2 separate regions of the Mus musculus genome follow, and region 2 is linked to region 1. Evidence: chromatin contacts called from public HiChIP or PLAC-seq data. All regions are on one chromosome and are shown on one strand. The core of a region is the stretch at or near the end of the contact, and the rest is flanking DNA. Distances in the headings are between cores, read along the strand shown.

Region 1 (5,065 bases), core at 2,008-4,507:
AAAGCAATATAACTCCATCTAATCCAAGAGCCAGAGCTGAGAAAGTGTTTTAATGCGGTATGCCCGTTGGTGCACATGCAAAACACACCATGACTTATTTTGCCAGATATTCTGTTTTAAAAATAAGACTATATCAAAATTAGAATTGGTTTGCAGATAGGCTGAGAAGCTGAATAACCCATCCTGGGAGATGATTAAACTAGAACTAGCTCCGAGAGGCTGACTTTCTACTTCTTCAGTTACAGCGCTTAACTTTCTATAGGCAACGCAAAAACAATGACTATGGGTGATGGCTTCTTCCTTAGACCGAAGACGGACAGCTGATTGTTGAAGGGATGCTGGACATTTTCTGGGGAGTCAAACGACCCATACAGCTGAAAATACAAGATGAGAAGCAAATCTCTTCCTTTGATCTGTTGAACACACCGGAAACCTTTTCCAGCAAAGGGTAAGCTGTCTTCCCTTGTACGTCCTCAAATCGTCTTGTTCTCTGCTTTTGTTGTGTTCTTAGCATGGGTTTCATATACCTGTGCGTGCATGATTATAGACAATCTCACACCAACGCCAACATCAACAATCTCACGCCAATCTCAACATGTCCATCGATTGGTTGTTTGAAAACCATGTCTCTGAGGTTAGGTGACTGTGTAGGATCCCTAGTTACCACCTGGCAGGACCAAAGAAACCTTTGTTCCATGGGCTCTGGAGACCCCTACTGGTGCCCCTTTTGCCCCTTTGGATCCCCCAGGAGACTGCACTAGAAGAGACTAGACAGAACGGCAAGATTTGGATAGTCCCAACGGGACCTCCAAAAACAGAGAAGAAAACTTCAATCTGTCCAGTCCTTGGAACAAAGAACTCGTCTTGCTTTCTGGACAGGAGATTGAATTATGCTCTCATTCAGAACGAGCAGAGCTGTTTAGCAAAGCACAGCAAAGCACATCTGAAGTTCCTTGCACAGGAAAGCTCCCACCCTGCATGGGTGGATGCAACTATAACTTGAATGTTCGGCTTGAGTGGGGTTTTGTTCTTACAATTTGTAGGTTTTTTTTTTTTAATTATCATCATTCAAAATTATACTCTTAAAAGAGCTGGCTTACTTTCTTCTCCATCTTTCACTCCTATCTCATCTTCTGCCACCAAAGTTGTCTTCACAACTCCCACCTTCCCATCCATTACTGGAAGACTTGAGGTTCTCCGAGAGGAGAAAATGGGTGACAGCAGCTAGGATGGTGCATTTGTATAGTCTGATATTTGGCCACAATTAAGGAAAGTTACATACTACCTTGTCACACACACACATACACACACATACCCATGTCCCACCGTGTTTACCTACTCAACAAGTCTCAAATATAATCCTTGAACAGAGCTGAGCACTGTGCAATATTGTAAACATGCCATGCAGTTTCTTATTTTCCTCCGTCCGTCTGTCTGCCCACCTAACAGCCAGCCTGCTGCTTATCCGCAGCCAGTTGTCTAACTCTCCTCCAACAAATTCAAAACATTCCCCTGAAAGCCTTCCAGGATCCCTCGGTCCATACTGAGCAGACTGATATAGCTTCTCTCTCATCTCCAGGGCATACAGTTTGTTGAACTTTTATACATCCTGTCCCCAGCTACAATGGGAGTCTCTAGGTAGCAGGGGACATATCTTACATTGTTTTTGCATCCCAGGGCCCAACTCAAAGAAGTAAGGAAAGAGAGAGGTCAGAGAGAGGGAGAGACAGAGGGGTAAAGAAAGAGACAAAGAGAGATCTATAAGATGATAGACAGAGAAAGAAAGTGTGAGTAGTGGAAGGGAATAAGATCAGATGAAACCTGTAAAGATATGTCACCTGTTTTGTGTGACAAGCTTCTCACCCTCTTCTCACCAGTCTCCCATCCAAGCTATGGGCTGCTGGTGGGCACAGGACATATGCTTGTGAGCACAAATGGAACCACAATCTCGGGCAGCTTGTGAAGTCCAGCATCCCTCAGGTACAAAATAACTGACAAGACCCATCATTCAAATCAGTAGACGCAGTATATAAAAGTGATTGAGCCTTGCTTTAAAATAAAAGAACTATACAAGATATGAACGAAAAATTGTGATCATATTTCGCATCTACCTAAGAACTCATGGCAAATTCCTTCGAGGGGCAGACCCCTTCTGCTATATTCTTTTTGTTTGTTTGTTTGTTTTGTTTTGTTTTGTTTCTTGAGACAGGGTTTCTCTGTATAGCCCTGGATGTCCTGGAACTCACTTTGTAGACCAGGCTGGCCTCGAACTCAGAAATCCACCTGCCTCTGCCTCCCAAATGCTGGGATTAAAGGTGTGAGCCACCACACCCGTTTTTGTTTTTGTTTTTGTTTTTGTTTTTTCCTGCTAAATTCTGATTCCTTCCAGTTCATTAAAACTTCATAAGTGTGCAGTGTTACAGCGATACGTCGAGGAGGTTGGCACTTCTACAGTTGTGATAAGCCACTGTTGTTTTAATAGTTATTCAAAGATATGTTTTAATCTCACCAATTCAACATACTAGCTTTGAATGAAAGACATGGAAATTGCCGGTGAGTTTTAGGAGCCAAGGGTGGGGACAGATCATATGGGTGGTGTTCTTGCCTATGCCACAGCAGATTATAAACTATCACCTTCTCTTGCCTTCTGCAGAGCCCATTTCCCTTAGAACAGTGCTGGTATGCTAGTAACTTTTGGGGGGGGGGGGCGGAAGGGGGTTCGATGCAGGGTTTCTCTGTAACTCTTCTCATCAGCATAGCCAAGCATGACAGAGCAATGGACGGAGGAGAGGATTGTTTGGCCTCACATTTTCTGATGTCCAGACCACCACGGTAGAGAAGGCATGGGAGCTGAAGGGACTCCAGCCAAACAGTAGGAGCTTGAGCCATCATGGCATGCTCATATCTTAGCAAGTTAGGAAGCAGGGAGCTCTGATCCAGGTATCTTCAAGGTCTGACCCCAGGGACTTACTTCTGCAAGCTAGGCCATGGTCTCAAAGACTCCACACAGCACTACCAGTTGAAGGGTCCAAGTGCTCAAACCCACGAACCTGTGGAGTACATCCCAAGTTCAAGCTATAACAGCTTTGGAAGCAAGCAGAAGTTATTTCTCATGATTTAAACTTGAGAAAATACACCTAGACAATTTCATAAGCCTGTGATTCAACAGAATAACCAGACATGTACTAGAACACTGGAGGTATCAGCCTGTCCTTTAGCACAGTAACAAGACTCACTAGAGCATTGTAATTATGCGTCTGCCATGAAACTTCTCATTCTAGTAAGAATTAGCAGGAAGAGACCACACCCCTTATGCATACAGTGCAGACTGACTGATTCATTCTCTCTCTCTCTCTCTCTCTCTCTCTCTCTCTCTCTCTCTCTCTGTCTCTCTTTCACACACACACACACACATACACACACACACACACACACACACACATACACACACACATACACACATGCACACACATACACACACACACATACACACACATACACACACACATACACACACACACATACACACACACACACACACACACACACACACACACACAAGCATGATAGCATTATTTAGTTGGTGCAGTCAGCTTGCTCTTCAGACATGAAGGCACACTGCAGAGAGAATGGCTCTCCCTGGCCTCTCTGTGGTGGCATATAGAGACACCAGAGGCACTGTTCTCTGTGTCCATTCAGTCTTAGGTACTCTCCCTCCCTTGATCACTTCCTCTTAGGTGACTCACTCAAATTCCGGGCCCCATTAAATTGTGTAACGAATTTGACCATTCCCCTCTTTCAAAGCTTCTCTCATTCTTTGTCCGTTTTGGGCATCTATGGTCAGGACTTAACACTGCTGCTCAGACTTACTGTCTCCTGTTGGTGGGTTAGTAGACAACGAAGGACATGGACAGTGTGTGCTCAGCTGCAAGGACTCCAGTTGAGCATCTTTCTATTCCTTGGAGAAAATATTCACTACTGTTATCTTGCTTTAGTCATGTTGGCAGTGAGTCACACTGAGGAAGTATTACCCTAATGGGGATGGTGAAGGTTTAAAAGTACAGCGGTGTGTTTGAGCTCTGACCACTTGCAAGTATGGAAATGACTCTGTAGGAGGGACTTTGATCTCTATCGTATCAGGGCCAAATGTTTTCTTATAGAAATTTTGTGTGTTAAAAGCCAAAATAGACAAGAAGAACCTCACTGGAGTTATTTTTGTTCTCACTGGTTTCCATTTCTATTTTAATATCTCTTTAAAGTCAGTGTTTGCATATTTTAGGCAAGCCATGGCAGAATGAAATAAAGAGCAGGAAGTGAACAGGTGCATATATTTTGTATCAGTAATGTCTTTTTTTTCTTTTGTCATGAATAGGGAAGTAGCAGCATTTTATTTGTCTATCAAATTTCTACCTCCGTTTTATTTTGAAGCCCATACAATCCCTCCCCAGCATTTAGACCCAGTACACTTCCTGGTGTTTAGCCAGAGCAACACAAGCTGTTCCATGTTTGCACATGTTCAATTGTTTGATGTTAAAGTTCTAACCAGTTCTTGCTTGAGAAGTACAGAGAGCCACCCTTAAGCTTAGTCATGTGCACAGTGTATGGAATGCTTCTTGAATTACACACTCCCAAACTGTAAGGAAGTTGTTGTCCACTTCAGCAAGGAGGGGAACACAGGAAAGAGGCCAAAAATGAATCTATTGAGTCATGTCTCAGCCCCGGGGTTTGTGGCACCACACCACTGCACGAAGCGAAGGAAACTGACAGGGTGGCTGTCACATTTGCAGGTCACTGATCAGCTGTGGTGACTATAAGTCATCATGTATAGGAACTTCTGGTCCCCACCCCATAGGAAACAGCATCTGGTTGCTTTGCCTTTTAGTTTTAGGTTCTCATTGGTATCCAGTGCCCTTTGCTCCCCCCTTTCAATGGTTTTTAAACATGACTACTTTTGATTCCTAATATATTGCAAATTGGAGGAAATGTTCAGTTTTCTTCATGCGTATTCTATGGGTCTATGGATCTCATCGTATTCTATGGATTGGATGTGAGTAGAGACTTGTGC
Region 2 (5,444 bases), core at 1,497-3,996, 710 kb before region 1:
TAGTGCCCGCAGCCAGCAAATCTTAGCACAGACCTGGGCAGGGTTAGTGTGAAAGAGTCTCCTTTGATGTCAGGCAAGCAAAGTGATGGCATATGCATTCATCTTAGAACAGAAATGAAAAAAAACCAACGTACAGTGTTCTTCCTTTCCCTTCTGTTTTCTGATTTTGATTGGAATTGTTGCTTTTGATAAAATTTTAAGACACACAGAAAAATCACTCGACAAAGCAACATAAAACAGATTTTTGACATTTTTCTGACATCACACATTTCAAAGTGAAAACTACTGTTTAAAGATCACTTGAGAGCCCTTGGTTTGCCAATAAAGAACTTACAGGTGGGACCAGTCACCTGACTCCCTTGGTCAACTGCACCTAATCTTGGAGTGTGCTCACCCAGGGCCCAGACTAAGTTATACAAGCTTCTAAATATTTCTTGGGAAAAATCATTAATCTTTTTGGCAGATGTCTCAGTGAACAACTGTTTGGAAAAAAAGGAAATGATTGTGGATTGTAAGCGAAGCCCACATTTTTTATTTGTGTGTTAAAATGTGATCAGAGGCATCAAGAAAATAGCAATTATGGTAAACCGAGTCAAACAAACTGTTATCTTCATCAAAAGCGCCTTTATATTTTCTCTGTAGTGTTCCTTCCGTACCTCTCCTTGAATGTAGGGGAGGGGTGATGTGTAGTAACAAAGCAATGGCGTTTCTCCCTAATTGCTAAGGATGAGAGAAGCTGTCATGAGTATTCTCTAGCAATTAGGGAATATTTCAGGCCCCAGAACACATCAAGCATTCCCATTCCTAGGAACTCCTACCTTGGGAATCTTCACAGCGGACATATTAAACTATACCTGTTTTACATGCCAGTTATCCTTTCTTGCTATGCAACCCATGAAATATTGTTTTCATCAAGTTGAGACTAGTTAAGAATGTGTCCTCTTATACTAATGAGCTATATTCTGTGCCAGTTGAACTAAAGATGTCAGTTTGGCACACTTATTAGTTTGCTATAGGCACCACAGCAAACACAGCAGCTTAAGTCTCTATTATTTACCTGTTACAATGCTAGAAGCCAAAAATCCAAAGTCAGTTTTAATGAATTAAAATCAAGTGCTTCCAAGGAGATCCTCTTCTTGGCTCTAGAAGCTTCTGGAAGGTGCCAGCTTGGCTATGGCAGCTTCACTCCTGCCTTTGCCTCCTCTCGTCTCTGCAGTGGCCTTCTTTTTGAGTATAAATAAACTGTGAAGCAACCTGAGAGTAGTCATGGGATGGAGACATGTAGTTTCCAAGAAGGCAATTCTATAATTAAATACTGTGTGGGGGAGCTTACATTATCTTAAGTCATTCCACTCAGACAATTGTGGTAGGATAAATGACATTGATTGTGGTTTTGTGATGTATAAAGGAGGCACTTCATTTAGGACATGATAAATCAAGATAAATAGTTACAGATAAATACATAGATGAAAACATTGACAGTCAATAATTTAGTAGACATACGTAAATATGTGATATTTTGTCTTTGCTTAAAAATCATTATTTTCTATATATTTTTCCCTTATTTAATTTTCATTTTATGTACATGGGTATTTTGCATGCTTGTATGTCTATAAATCATATGTGGGCATGGTGCTGTCAGAGGCCAGAAAAGTGTGTTGGACCCTCTGGGACGGGAGTTAGATATGAGACATAAGCTGCCCTTTGGATGCTGGGAATTGAGAAATGCTTTTAGACAGTCACCTCTCTGACCCCTTATAATATTTTACATAGTAATATTTATTAACATTTATTATAGTAAAACTATTCATTAAGTGGGAGAAAGAAATAAGCTTGAGACATTCAATATATTGTATCACCTTATATACTTATCTGGTTTAAGTTTCTTAATCTCTCTGCCCACAGGACAGTTTATTTTTTCTTAGTTTTAATTCATCATTACAATTTGGCTAATATTCTTTTTCTCATAGTATGTGTTTTAATGGCTATGGAACATGTATTCATGTATTGGTTAGAAATTCATTCAAATCCAAATAGAAGTGCTTGTCACAGGAGTGTCACCAGTCAGGATACTGCCTTCTCATTCAATAACAGCGTTGTTACAGTCACTTGGGGATGTCAAAGCAGCTTCTCCTGTCTTTCTGTCCCGCTATTCTTGAATATCAACTTCACTACTGCAAAATAGTTGCCCCAGCTCCTGATATTAATACACTCTTTCTAGAGAGAGGATAAAAGGGTCAATATGAAGGAGAATTCCTAACTAGGTCTGACCCTTAAAAAAACAGTCACATGTCATAGAAGAGTCAAGAGTAAGTTCTTAAGTTCTTAAGCCTCCCTCAGGTGTTTGGCTCCCCTGACCTGGATCCAAGTGGTGTGGGACTCCCTGTTTCTCAGTCTTTATAGAAAAGTTCTAGGATCTCAACCTTCCCAAAGCTGTGACCCTTTAATACAGTTCTTCATGGTGTGCTGAACCCAACCATAACATTGTTCCATTGCTACTTCATAACTTTGATACTGTGACGAATAGTAGTATAATTATCCAAGCTGAAGGATATCTGATTATGTGACCCCTGTGGAAGAGTCATTCAACCCCCATGAGGGTCATGACTCACAGGTTAAGATTAGGAGAAAGACATTGTAAATAGACTTGGATAGAAGAAACAAAATAATTGCGTTCTTCTGTTTCCTTGACAGTCCTTCCACACCGCTGAGCATGCTGGGAAGAGCACACCACAATCTCACTGACTCATTTCCTCCTCTTAAAGTTTAAGACCTCTGCTGCCTTCTTTACTGAGTCTGAATGGAACTCATGTTCTAGGCGCAGCATAAAAGGAGAAAAGAGCTTTCACACAAAATATGGGAGAAGAGCAACCCCAAAGGAGCCCCTAGTCTATAGAAAATATCAAATGTTGCTGGTTAGGAATTACAGAACCTGCTTAACCTGGAAGGTAGAGTAATTTCCAAGTGGTTAAAGCATGAAACCCATGAGGATTGCAGCTATTGGCTTTCCTACACAAACCCAGGAAAGTGCCCTTCCTGGACACTACACATTATTTCAGCCCCTGGAACCAGTTTCAAGACTGATATTGCTTTGTGAGTAATCACAGGTTATTGTCAGCCAAGCCTAGGCTTTTTCCAGCATCACAGCTATTTCAAAACTTAGAATTCTCAACTGCTTTCTCTGGTTAATTTTGTATATGGAATGCCTATGTGTGGCAAAGCTCTATGATCGGCGCATCTTGATCATAGATGTGGGGTGTCCTGCCCAGGGAAAAGTGCTGCCTATCTGGCTTGTCATGGGAAAGCTCGCTGACCCTTGTCCCGAATGACTCATAAGGTTGACTGCCACTCCTGCCCTGTTTGTGGTGTGACTTCCCATGGTGGATCTCTGAGCTCTGCAGCATGTTTGCTGCTCTGGAGATGTTAACGGTAGAATCGTGGGAAGCGCGTTGCTGAGGTGCGCACTGATTCCCAAGCGTTCATACCTCTCAGATGAGCCTGTGCTATGTACACCACAAAGGGTCATGCAAGTGCCTGAAGTCACGAAGAAACTTCTTTAGACTTATAAAATGGGAATTTAATATTTGTTCCAAAAGATGGTATAGTTTTCAAGCAAAAACAATGTGGGTTTTAAATTATCATTGACTGATCATTGAACTTTTCAAAATATCTGTCTTCCTGTATAGAAAACATAGGATAGTAATATACCTGGGGATAGCATGAGCATTCCTTGTATTATACCAAAAACATAGAAAATGTTAAGTGTTTCCAGTAGAAGCACTCACAGAGTTTTACCTGTACTCAGGTTCTCTGAGATGCTCCTCACTACCTGTCTTAATACGCAGACCCAACTATGAGGGATCCTTCTAGTGGATGGCAACTATATTCTCAAAATCTAGACTTGTATCTTGGGAGGGCTGTTGGTAGTGGGTGCATAAGAGGTAAGGGAAACTTATCCAACCATTTGAAGCTTAATTTATGCTCAGAAATGCAAGATATCAAGAAGCACACATAGAATCCACAGGTTAAGTTGTGCTATCTCAGGTCAAACTGATCAGGTTGAGCCATAAACGAGACTATCTATTCAACAGAGACTGATGAATTCCAACACGTATCAATAGTCACCCGGTTTACTCAGATCCATGAGCAGAAATCATGTGCCCACCGGTGCCAGCTAGTCAGATGCTCAGCTCTCAGTCCTGGGGCCCATCTTCTAGACTAAATGGAGAAGGAGATGTCTCTGCTGGAGAGATGCTATGTGCAGGTGGAAGGAAAGGACTGTCTACGACAGATGAAGAGGAAGCGCCAGATCTTAGGGTCCTTGTACTGAGTGCCATGTGAATCAAGCATGCTCACGTAAGATCTTTGATTTTTAAAATATTTGTGAAAAAGAGATGCAGCTAGATGAATATACTGAAAGTCTGACTGTGTTTGGTGATGGTGGCTTATGTTTCCTGGGTGCTGGCAGGTCTGATAGGAGACAGGATGATACCTCAGCAGTGGGCAGGGACTACCACAGCCAATGTAGCTGAGGCCTGGGGCTCCTCATTTGCATGAATTCCCTTTAGGTCTCTCTTCCCAATTTTATGTTTTATATATCTGCATTGTCTACGGTTAAAAGTTCCCAGAACCACAGAAGCTTCTGCCCTTTCCAGCCTGACTGCACCCTAGGAAGTAGTGAGATACAGTTAGCAGTAGGGGGAAGGGCAGATAAAACAGAAGGGAGTGGAAGAAACTGATCCTTGTGGGAGACTCAGAGATGAAGAGGTTAAGATCACAAATGTTAATGTGGGCTGTGGCATGATTCCTGGACTACACTGAGATGAAGTTTACCTTTATAAACAATATGACTGTATGACTTTATTCAGAAGTTTAGGAAACAGGGAGCTATTATGTGTGTGTGGACAGAGCAAGAGACAAGGTCCTTGTGAACAGGAGATGGAGAACAAGCAGTGTCAAGAGTTCAAATGGACTGAGATACAAAGGCTGTCTAGGGAGTGTGTAATATCCCCTGGTCCCTCAATCTTTGGAGACACTGAATTCTTACATTATATAATAGTTTCCTTTCCCTGTGTTTACATTCCAAAGAAGACAGATCTCATGGGAGAGTGCTTGACAGCCAGCTGTGCTCCCTTGGACCTTGGGATCCATCCTTAAATGCAACAAAAGCGATGAGATTAACGTTCATTCATTGGAAATAGAGTCTGATGGGATGGGCTGAGCCAAGACCCACTGAGAACACCCCCAGTACTCATCTCAGAGTACAGAGATCAGTAGTCATCCAAGTAGACAGAAAGGAATAATCAAGAAGATGGCTAAGAAAAATGAGGATAATGATTAATGAAGAATATCATTGTGAAGTAGGAAATAAATAACCTTTGACATTGCCTGAAAAAGAACCAATGTTTGAAAGTCAGCTTGGCGGCTTAGCTTTCCATAACCAC

What was found. HiChIP or PLAC-seq counts read pairs in DNA pulled down with a chosen protein or histone mark.
Region 2: a contact with region 1 is called in an HNF4G HiChIP or PLAC-seq map of pancreatic cancer cells. The contact joins two enhancer-like sites. A contact is called at or near these places in 2 of 115 datasets of contacts at active chromatin or transcription factors (bone marrow-derived macrophages and pancreatic cancer cells) and 1 of 9 other capture datasets (pancreatic islet).

Annotation. Positions count from the first base shown.
Region 1 is chr5:90,611,178-90,616,242 of GRCm38.p6, reverse strand. Rassf6 (Ras association (RalGDS/AF-6) domain family member 6) reads left to right here. Exons shown (of 11, transcript NM_028478.3): 4 at 306-448. Among named protein-coding and RNA genes, the nearest start is that of Rassf6, 27 kb to the left of the region's middle. Within about 2 kb of position 3,257, at least 108 of the 459 cell types and tissues checked have an H3K27ac peak or open chromatin away from gene starts, as enhancers often do. A contact at or near this core is called in pancreatic cancer cells, where this site is marked.
Region 2 is chr5:91,317,818-91,323,261 of GRCm38.p6, reverse strand. No RefSeq gene overlaps it. Among named protein-coding and RNA genes, the nearest start is that of Gm19619, 37 kb to the right of the region's middle. Within about 2 kb of position 2,746, at least 21 of the 459 cell types and tissues checked have an H3K27ac peak or open chromatin away from gene starts, as enhancers often do. A contact at or near this core is called in pancreatic cancer cells, where this site is marked.